Linked DNA regions of Drosophila melanogaster: all the other regions are linked to region 3. Evidence: chromatin contacts called from public Hi-C and targeted proximity ligation data. All regions are on one chromosome and are shown on one strand. The core of a region is the stretch at or near the end of the contact, and the rest is flanking DNA. Distances in the headings are between cores, read along the strand shown. Region 1 holds the start of hth (homothorax). Region 2 overlaps hth (homothorax). Region 3 holds the start of Cyp12e1 (Cytochrome P450 12e1).

Region 1 (3,308 bases), core at 49-2,548, 180 kb before region 3:
AACAATAGACAGGATTTCGGACTGAATACGAAGATTGGCATACCTTGTTACCCTGTAGTTATTGGTAAAACAAATTGGACTAATTTATTTTAGTTTAAAATGTAAAAAAAAATTTGTACAATCACGCCGAAGATATCACAATTGACTGAAAATTGCCCAAACATACTTGTCATCAAAAAACTTGTTCAAATAATGCAAAAGCCCGTTTCCTCAATTTTTTATTTTTGGTTTGAGATGTAACACCATTTGTACAGGGTATATAAAAAACCAAATGAGAGTAGATTCGCCAAACAGGAGCGCAGAATGACCTGCAAAATATGCAATTTTCAGCGAATGTTTTTGACAATTTATCGCCGTTCCATTTGTTGTTGTTCCCCAAGAAGTAAGAAAGAGAGAGAGAGGAGAAACTCGAACAGCTGTTTGTTGTTGTCAGGATCGCATATCCTTCCAAAGTGGCCAGATCACCGTTACAAGCCAAAAGGACGCAATAAAGGAACTGCAGCGAAAAGTTTGTTTTTGTCGTCCACGTTTCTTCTTCTTCTCCTTCAAGTTTCTTCTCTTTTTTGCCGCTTTTCTTCGAAGGCGTTGCCTATTCGGGCAAAAGTGTGTGTGTGCGAGTGTGTGTGGGGGCGCCAAAAGAGAGCGAAAAGTGAGCGAAAGCTGAAGCTGATGGACAACTGAAGCTTTCTCGCTGCCTTTCAACCTGTAAAGGTGCGGCGAAAAAGAGCCAAGCTGCCAACTGCCACTCACTCAAGCGAAAATAACAAATGGGATTGGTTTTTGCTGATTTTCGACGCCGACGCCGGCAGAGGGGCGAAAAACCCATAAGCCGTCTCCTTTTGGCCAAAGCCAAATAAATTTCAAACGCGGCGAACATTGCGCAAAAAGAGGCGAAAACTGAGAAAGAGAAAGAGATAGAACACCGCTGTACGGTACTGTATATGCATGTGAATGACAAGTGTGTGTATGACAGAAGAGGCGTACCAACAAATCAGTCATCGTCGCCCAGGATGCGAGCGCGCCTGCGCAGGCAATTCGCCGGAGCGTTCGCATAAACCATATATTCCTCTCGCTTGCACTCGCTGAGTTATGGCCAAGAGCGAGTTAATGGCACAATTGTTGCATCTGAACAGAGCGGGGCAGCTGCATGATTGACAATCATGCCGCACCGCTTGCACCCGTTGACTTTGCTGTTGTTTGTCGCTCAGCGCTCTCTTCGCTGTTAGTTAACAGCGATGTTAGGAGTGGAAACACGTCCGACTGTAGCGTAAATTCAAACGTATCTGGCGGGTTGGTTTTTCGATGAAATATCTTTCATCCGCACAGTGTATTTTTGACTGCGAAGCGCGTACGACGTGTGTCTGTGTTGCGTTGCGTTCGAATAAAAAAGAGAAGAAAAGCGAAAAAGTGTTGCCGTCGGTGAAGTTTATTATTATTATGATTATTATTATTGCCCGTTAACCACGCGTTTTGCCATCAATCAACAAATAAACAACACAAGAAACACTTTGGAAATCGCGCGCGTTTTTCCATCGCGCGAACAAAACAATCACGTTTTTTAGTGTGTTTTTCAATCACAATCGAAAAGTTCTCCTTTTCACAATTGAAGGCCAAAATAAATACTGTTATTTGAGGGCCGCGGAGGGAATTTCTTTCAACGAGGGGATCCCGCCGATCCCCCCGCAAAAACAAAGAAACACGCAAATTGCCGTCGCAAAAACACAACAGAATATATTGCATTATATATTAACAATATAATTTGTTCATCTCTAGTAACGTAGTATGTAGAAGCAGCTGTGATAAATAGTGCGCATATTATACGAAAAAAGCAAAAAGAGTATACGACAAACAAATAAAAATTAAAAGCAACCACAACTACTACTATAAAAATAACCAAGGAAAAGGCAAGGAAACTCGCAAAACGAGAGAGAGAGGAAAAGGGAAAAAACGCCATGGATTTATGACAACAACAAATGCAACCCAGTAACAAATGATGTTGCAGCAACTACTACAATACACGAGTATACCAAGAACATCAACAACAACAACTGCAACGGCAACCAACAACAAATTGTATACGATTTTTATAAACCAAACAAATGCTATGTAAATAATTATTATAACAAACACACAAGTAAAAAAAACATTCAAAACCAGATCTCCCGCTCTAGAAAACAAACAACAAACGCGCGCGTAACAAAAACGACAACATCAACAATACAACAAGTATACAAACGTAATAATAATACATAAAATCTAAACAAATGTGCCTGTGTTAAAAAAAAAGAAAGCAAAATCAAGAAGCAAAGCGTTCAAAAAGCAAAGGCTTCCCAATACATGAAAAAAGTGCAAAACATATATAAAAATCCAAGAAAATAACATCCAAAACTGAAGAACTGGAAAAGCCAAGAGTAAATCTAAGGACTCCACACGGGCAGCTACAGTAGAGCTTCCCTAAAACCGAAGCAGTTGCAGCGGCGGAGCGGGACGTCGGTCAGTGTGTTGCGCCCCCATTTGTTGTTCCTACTGTAAAAAGTGGCACAAATCGGGTTAGACGTCGCTCCCAGAGCATTAATGGCTCAGCCCAGGGTAAGTAGATCCACCAAAGTTCACTTTCTAAATATATAGAATCCATATAGAATGGTCCCCCGAGAGTGTTGTTATCCTTAAACAAGTTCCGACGGCTAAAAAACAAATGGGGTTCAGTCAATTTGTAATCAAGTCAAGTGGTGCCGACGGCACTTACAGGTTGTAGTTTATGATGATATTGTAACAGTTTTCATATCATGGATATGTTACCAGTGTAACCAAATCAATCTATAACCAGAATACGCAAAAAGTTTTAAAAATCTTCAGATATTAGTTAATCCAACTTCATGAAGTAGATCTATATAAATATTTCTTATACATGGCCTCCAAGCTTCTCCAATTTAACCCATTACAATCAATTCAATGGGGAATAGTTCTTGTTTATTAGAGCCCTATCAAAATGAATTTTAACTAAGCGTTTCTGAGTGTGTGTGTGTGTGTGTGCTTATGTGTATTGGAATAGGACAGAAATCACATTTGATTTATGCGGGTCATTTTCTGGTACAAGTTTATATAATTAACTGAGTCTGCAGCTAGACCATTTTATTTGGGAAGTGATGGAAATCAAAGATCGCCGAAATAGTGATAGATATTGTATTACATTAAACAACGGTTTACTCTAGAAAATCATTAAATAATGTTTATTGAAAATTGTTAGCTTTTCCCCTTAACTTTTCATTTTCACACCGCAATAGTTGATTCGATTTTTGTTTAAACAT
Region 2 (3,289 bases), core at 764-3,263, 130 kb before region 3:
CCCGGCTAAATGCTGTAAAAGGCGCCAAAAGATGTAATAAACTCATTTAAACTCATCGCTACCGTTAGACTGTGCTTTTTTCGGTTGTCCGGATTCGAGGGTTTGGGTAATGAAATTTTTAACCAGAGCATCTTTTGCCCCCCCCAAATGATAATATGCAAATGGCCCGGCCCAGTGGGACGTCCTGCCTACCAGGTCGCCATTCCAATTCACTTCCGAAATGCTACTCCTGCTACTCTGACTTGAACCAAACTCAATCTCGGGCAACGCTTCGTGTTGCAATAATCAAATTTTCTAATTTTTATGGCCCTCTGCGGGGCTGACAAAGCGGCGAGTAATGGCCAAAAAGTGAGGCTCACGACCAGGTCTAATTGATTTGGCAGTGGCCGGCATGATTCAACCTTAAGTACTCTTACTTATTTCTGGAGAGGCACAGGCAGTGGCTTTTCGGGGGAAATATGGGAGTGGGACTGGGAATGGTAATGTTGGCTCTGGGAGTCGAGGGGCGGAACTTGTGCCTCGTCATGGCCATGGCGACGTCGTCTTCCAGTCTGCTGCTCGCACTGGCCATGATGCGACACTTTTGGCCAGGCCAGGCTTTTAAAGACTCGACCGCCCCTCTATTCAAAAGACTGTCTCTAAAAAGGGGAAAAAAAGAAGAATGAAATAATACACAGAACTCAAAAGCGCCGTGCTGAAGTTCGCGGCAAAGATGACTGGGCTAAAATTCAAAACAAGAGTGTTCAGATCGCATTCAGATGAGAAATTTCATGGCACTGAGGGAAATTGGTGTATTAAATTGATCAATAAGCCAAATCAATAAAAAAGTTATATGATTATTGATTGTCAACAAACCTATCATTCTGTTTGATTAAACAGTTTTATTCATAGATATATTGAATATGCACCATAATTTTACCTTGCGTATTATCTCTCAACTTAAAGAATATTTTCGCTTTTCTCAGTGTAACACTCTCCTATTTGAAAGGGGCTAACAGGGAACTGGGGAGTTTATTTGGAATGCGTAGCTCGCGCGAATCTTTGATCTACATTTGAGTCACTCTGGGCCATTTATCAGTGTGTTCATATCAATAATACTGTATGAATTTCGTATTATGCTGCCCGTCGAGGTGACTCGACACTTTTGGGCTTCCAGAGGGCATGACATACCGTACCATACAACCCCGCCCATTCCACCAGCACCACAACCACTGGCAATGGCATTTTTTTGAGGCATGACTCGCCAGACAGCGACAAATCCTTGTAATGCCTCGTCTCTGGGCATGTTTCCTCTAGTCGGGCTAATTTCAGCTGTCAGCTTATCGGCCGGGCCAAAAGGAACAAGCCGGCGAGGCGATAAGTTGGCCAACACCTTGGGGCACTTGCAAAATGCAATCTATGAAATCTCCCCGCTTGCGAAATGAAAATGTTTGGGTCTCTCGAATGCGAGCGTCGTTGTAGCTGGGATTTGCGTTAGTCTGCTGACAGGGAAACGTCCACGAAGTGTCCGATTTGGGATCGGAATCGTACTGCGAATCGGAATCGGGATCCTGCTGGCCCGGTCCGATGTCTTGGCTAATCTCTGGGCCAGGTTGTCGTCTCTATCGGCCAGCGGAATCTATTTGACACTGTCTGGGGTCTTGGCTTTTGGGTTTTGGGTATTGGTTTGGGGACCGATGTCGTTGTCTTTCCGCTGGATTTTCGTTTGTCCCGGGAGACTTTTTAGCACGCTACAAAAAAAAAAAAAAAAAAAAAAAGGTGGGGAGTCGGGTAAAAATGGGGAAAAACAGAATGGGCAAAGGGGAGAGGGGGCGTGACAGTTTACATGAAATTACTTTGCATACACATGCATTAAATTAATTACACGATTAATGTTCTCACATGCAAGCCAGTCTGCAAGCCTCTTATGCAAATCTATTTCTCGCGATCATTGCAGCATTTGCATGTCGCTATCTTGATATCTTTTGCCGGCAAGAAAATGATTCCATTGGCTTTCGTGATTTCCCTCCCTCCCGTTTGCATCCCCAGGAATTTGTGTTGGAATTGTGTGAAACATGCCATTTGAATAATTATCTTATTTGCATGGCAGCCGCAGCGAGAAATGCACTCAGGTGCAAATTAAAAGAGGAAAAAATAAGGAAAACTAGAGTCCAAAGTTCTGGAGACCCCATCTCTCCGACATTTTTTCCCATTTTTTTCTTTTTCTCCGACTGGTTAATCTGGGGCTGTGTGAGCGAAAAGTTCAAATTGATAGCTGCGAGATTTGTGGAGCAGATAAATCCGATCTGTGCGAAATGTAAAATCGCGTGCAGCTCCATTTGCTCCATTTCCGCCGAGCCTTTCCTCCTTGGGATGGATGGATACCTCTATGTATTTTCCTATTTATTTATAGTGTTTTTGTACCTTTTTTTCGGGCCTGCAGTCTCAACGTTTCCACTGTTTGTGTAACATAATAGCAAAGGCAAACAAATGATAAGTTTGATAGAGTCACAATTGCGCGCCACCGCTGCCTTATCTATTTATTATTTTACCTTACTTATATTCCTGACTTCTTCGGGAAGCCGAGTAGTTTTTTCAGGTAGCTTCTGAATTTTTATTATCAAAATACTAATTTCATTGTTTGCACAAGATTTCCAAATTTCTTTTTTTTTTTTTTTGAGCTACGGCAGCCAGTGCTTCAATTTGGCTGTTATCAGCCTATAAATATTTAATCACAGACCTGTACTTTAGGCATTCATTCTCCATTCTCCATTCTCGCTCATGTTTTATTGTTATTTTGGGTTCGGGTTTGGGTTTGGCTTTCGTTGGCTGCTGATAGCGGACAGCATGGGAAGTCAAGATTCTTGGTTAGATAATGGTCACAAGGGAGCTGCAACACGGCGTATGAGTAATTTGCCGTGCTTGGATCTAAAATAGTCGACTTGCTGTTCTCCGGTTTAGTTTAATTATGTCAAGTGTTTCGACATGAAATTAAAATGTTGCCACTCGAGCTGGAATTTAACTGGAAAATTAATTTGTCATTGCCTGTGGATGTATGTTCGAATTCTGAAGATATGATAGCAGTCGGCCTGAAATGTGCGTAATTATTGGTGTTTAATTAAAATACTGATAGCCGATGACTTAGACGCTGATTAATATGGAATTATTGTGTGAATAAAGAAATAAATAAATGTGATGGTGAGGTGAACACTTTTCCCGAGAGCTTAGCGCCTTTAATTTCAATAAACTTAAAGCAAACTTGAACAAACTTTAAGCCTTTTGTCTGTCTGAGTGTACACAATAATTGTGT
Region 3 (3,782 bases), core at 809-3,308:
TTTAGCCAGGCGATTACAAGTTGTTGTTGACTCAAAAAAAAAGTGGGAATATTAAGAAACCTTTTATCTATACAATATCATCTTTAAATAGGTTTTTTTGTGCACATAATATTCAATTTGTATTATTTTAAGGCGTGTTTTCCTGAGTGAACAATGATATATATTTTGCAAGCATCATCAACATTATTCGTTTCGCTCTATAAACTTAAACTTAAAGGGAATGTTTGGTTGCACAAAGAACTGTGCCTTAAACGCATTTTCAATGGGATAGTCAAACCCGATCTTAAAGTTTCTTACCAACCGCGAAATGGCGATCTCCAGCATCATATCCACAATCCTCTTGCCTGCGCAAGATCTTGGTCCAAAACCAAAGGGAAGATACATAAAAGGAGTGGCAGTTTCACCCACCAAATGGGAGTTGGATTCATCGCGCAGCCACCTCTCAGGGATAAATTCTCGAACCTTGGGCACAAACTGCTCCATATTGGCCATCTGGTAGTTGGCCGCAATGCCAACATCCGTTCCGGCCACAACTCTATATCCACTGAGCACCACATCGTGGGGCATTCGGCGAAGGGTTCCCGGGCCAATGGGATACATGCGAATGCCCTCCTTGATGCAGGCCCTTAGATAGGGCAGATTTCTCATATTTTCTATGGTCAGCGATGAGTCCTTGTTGGGTAATATTCCCCTGATCTCCTCCAGAAGTCGAGCCTGCTTGTCAGGACTCTTGGACAGGCTGAATAAGATTCCTCCTAGGGTTACAAGAGTCTGCCAATGAAATAGAATGAACTTTAATAATTTTGAAGTGATTCAATTGTAAACTTACAGGATCCGCTCCTGCAAATAGCAAATCCATGGCTATAATCACTGCTGTTTGGCGATCGAAGCGGGCCAGCTTCTCCAGCAGGCTAGTTTCCAAACCAATCTCATTCAGTGTTCCAGCCTTGGCGTCCTCCTCGATCCGTTTTAAAGCGTTCCCAATGTGGAAATAGCAAAAGTCCGTAATTGTATCCAATGAACGCATGAGCTTCTTGAAATTAGGCATTGGCAAATATTTCCAAAATGCGGGCATAATGTCCAGCTGAAAGCCCAGCTCAACTACATCTTGCAGAGCCAAGACGAGCTTTTGAATATCCTTGTTATTCCGCTGTTCTCCCAATAAGCCAAGATGTGTGTTCAGGGCAACAGAGCAAATCGATTCGATCACCAAATGCCGAATGTCCACGGCAAAGTCATCTGGCATCTCTTGCGTAACAGGATCTCGAATAATGCGAATGCTTAAATTTAATTAAAGAAGTTCTTTTAGATTTTAGTGAAAATTCTAACATTGCTTACCGCTCCAGAAACTCATCGCTTACTTGTACCAAATTCGTCATATAAAGCTTGGCGTTACGTGGTTGCAACAAAATGGGATTGACAGCAGTGCGCATTTTGCCCCAAGCAGGTCCATTTCTAAAAGTTTATAAATGTCATATTACTCCTCAAATCTAGTTTACTTACCCCGAAGTCAACCCATCATAGCCATCGAATACTTCCCGCCGGTGAACCCTTTTAAAGTAGTCCATTACCTCAAAACTCCTTCTATAAGGATACTGACCCTCGTTTCGAAAGATTACTTCGTAGTCCTGAGGATTCATCGTTAGCACCAAATCGGTTCCTGCCACACTGGGCATCCGAAAGATACTTCCATATTGTCGGTTCATATCGAGAAACATTTCGTGGACCGGCAAATTCTTATAGAGACCTTAAGAGAGGATTTCAACAAAAGATCAACAATTCTCGAATGAGAGAATACTGGAAAGCTTTTCCTTCACTTACCGCCCGGCAGAAAAGCTCTGATCAATTGCAATTTACTGGGTCCCGGAATATCAGCATAAGGTTTGGCCTCTTCCAAGTTCACTGCTGTGGCCTATTGATTTATGCTACATACACATATAAATATATATTTAAAATATATTTTCCTTACCTTTTGGGCCAGACCCCTGCATAGCTGGTAGATCTGCCTAGAGATCTGTTTATTTGCGTTCCACTGCGTTGACAACATTTTGCAGACTAAAAAGATTCTTTCAACTTTCGATTAGTAAACTTTTTGAATTAATTCACATTTAGTGAGCTTTGCAAAGCTTTCCAGTTCGCTCTTTTTCTCAGCGGGTGAATATTTGATTAATTTTGTTTATGTTTTTTTCAGCAATTTGTTTTGGTCTCGATTTCGTTGGAAAGATTGCAAAACTTGGAAATAAGCTTTTGTGATGTCATAATTGGAATGCCTATCTTAATTCTATATTTTGTCTTTCGTCTGTTATTTCTGTGTACTCATTCTACAAATAAATCCAATGTTTAGCATAAGTGTATGATACATTCAAACTCTAATAGTCGCCACATAGCGTTCACTATCTGTTAAGGTATCTAAATTCATGTTAAGCTTATAATTTCCCTAGCTAACTTACACATAACGCATACGCAACGTTGACCCTGTTAGATCTTTAAAAACCTTAGCAGAGCCGCCGGAAATTTAAGCCTGTCACCAACACACACCCACACAGGGACAACGATACCCAGACAAAGGCAATATCAGCGGTGACAGAAAATCTATATAGACGGGCCAGACTGACGGCTATAATAAAATCGATTTTTTATGTTTTTGGCAACTGACAAGGACGCGTCGCAGCGAGTGTAAGCGTCTCGACAAGCGGGCCCATAAATATATCCTGTGTAAGGACATACACACCCACCGACTGAAACCCAGTCACACACACAGGGACACTCGAGCACGCACACACACGCTCGCTCACACTCACACTCACACAGAGACAGCTGATGATGGGCATACAAAAGTTGACCTCGACTTTGAGCTGTCAAAGCCAGCTAACTAAACTGACCTAAACCAACAAAAATCGACTTTTGCAGCCTAAACACAAAGCCTGAGGATGACGTGGCCGGAAAAAAGGGGGCGTGGCAGTCAGAGGGCGACGGAGGGGTGTTAAAATACAAAATATCAGCATGACGCAATGATTTCCGGGACGGGAGTGAAAATGAAACCTGTTGGAGCGGCGAGCTGTTGGCAATATAAACAAATTCAATTTGACAGCTGACAGCGACGGCGGTTCACACAAACACATCGAAAAGGCGAGAGCGCACCACACACACACACACACACATAGTCGTAGGGAAAAGAGAAAGCAGCACACACATACAGAGTAACAAACAAAAGCCGCAAGTAATAAACTTTTACGATCTGTTTTACGGCCACGCGGCACGTGCAACTAGGCCCAGGATATTTGGAGTAAGCGGGGTCGGCGGGTGGGTTGCAACATAAATTTAATGAAGCTAAAAGCGGGGCGCAACAACAATGCAGACATCTCACCCACACGAAAACACACATACACCCACATTTACAAAAGGAAAGAGAGGAAAGAACGATTCACATGTTGAAGCGGAGTTTCAACGGAGGCTGGGCAATAATAATAAAATAAAAGTAAATTGTTCAAGGCCAGCCATATTTTATGTTATTATTTTACAAATAGCAGAGCATAGGGCAAAAGGGTAGGACCTTGCACAGAATAAAGAAAAAGGATAATAGGAAGAGAATAGAACGCAGAAAGAGTTGCTAAAACAATACAGTTTTTTGGGTGCCATAAATACATTTATGAAAACAATTACATAATATTAAAAAGAATATCAGAAATGGCAAAAAACTAAGCAACTTTATATCGAATTATATGTGATCGTTATTTTCCCCTCAGTGCAGAGATTTTGATTTTTCTTTGCAGCGAAAACTG

What was found. Hi-C and Micro-C count contacts between places; a contact is called where the count stands out from the background.
Region 1: a contact with region 3 is called in a Hi-C map of the Kc167 cell line, with 2.4 times the contacts expected there. A contact is called at or near these places in 23 of 107 Hi-C or Micro-C datasets (the Clone 8 cell line, the Kc167 cell line, the PNm cell line and 8 more) and 1 of 7 datasets of targeted methods (the Kc167 cell line).
Region 2: a contact with region 3 is called in a targeted proximity ligation map of the Kc167 cell line, with 4 times the contacts expected there. A contact is called at or near these places in 6 of 107 Hi-C or Micro-C datasets (the Clone 8 cell line, the Kc167 cell line, the Ras3 cell line and 3 more) and 1 of 7 datasets of targeted methods (the Kc167 cell line).

The regions. Positions count from the first base shown.
Region 1 is chr3R:10,612,266-10,615,573 of dm6, reverse strand. It overlaps hth (homothorax), which reads left to right and starts at 1,298. Exons shown (of 14, transcript NM_057228.5): 1 at 1,298-2,589. The coding sequence starts at 2,575.
Region 2 is chr3R:10,566,320-10,569,608 of dm6, reverse strand. The region is part of intron 6 of hth (homothorax); the gene reads left to right. Among named protein-coding and RNA genes, the nearest start is that of hth, 46 kb to the left of the region's middle.
Region 3 is chr3R:10,433,065-10,436,846 of dm6, reverse strand. It overlaps Cyp12e1 (Cytochrome P450 12e1), which reads right to left and starts at 2,058. Exons shown (of 6, transcript NM_141746.4): 1 at 1,970-2,058; 2 at 1,822-1,912; 3 at 1,504-1,747; 4 at 1,339-1,455; 5 at 830-1,280; 6 at 143-771. The coding sequence starts at 2,047. The coding sequence ends at 184.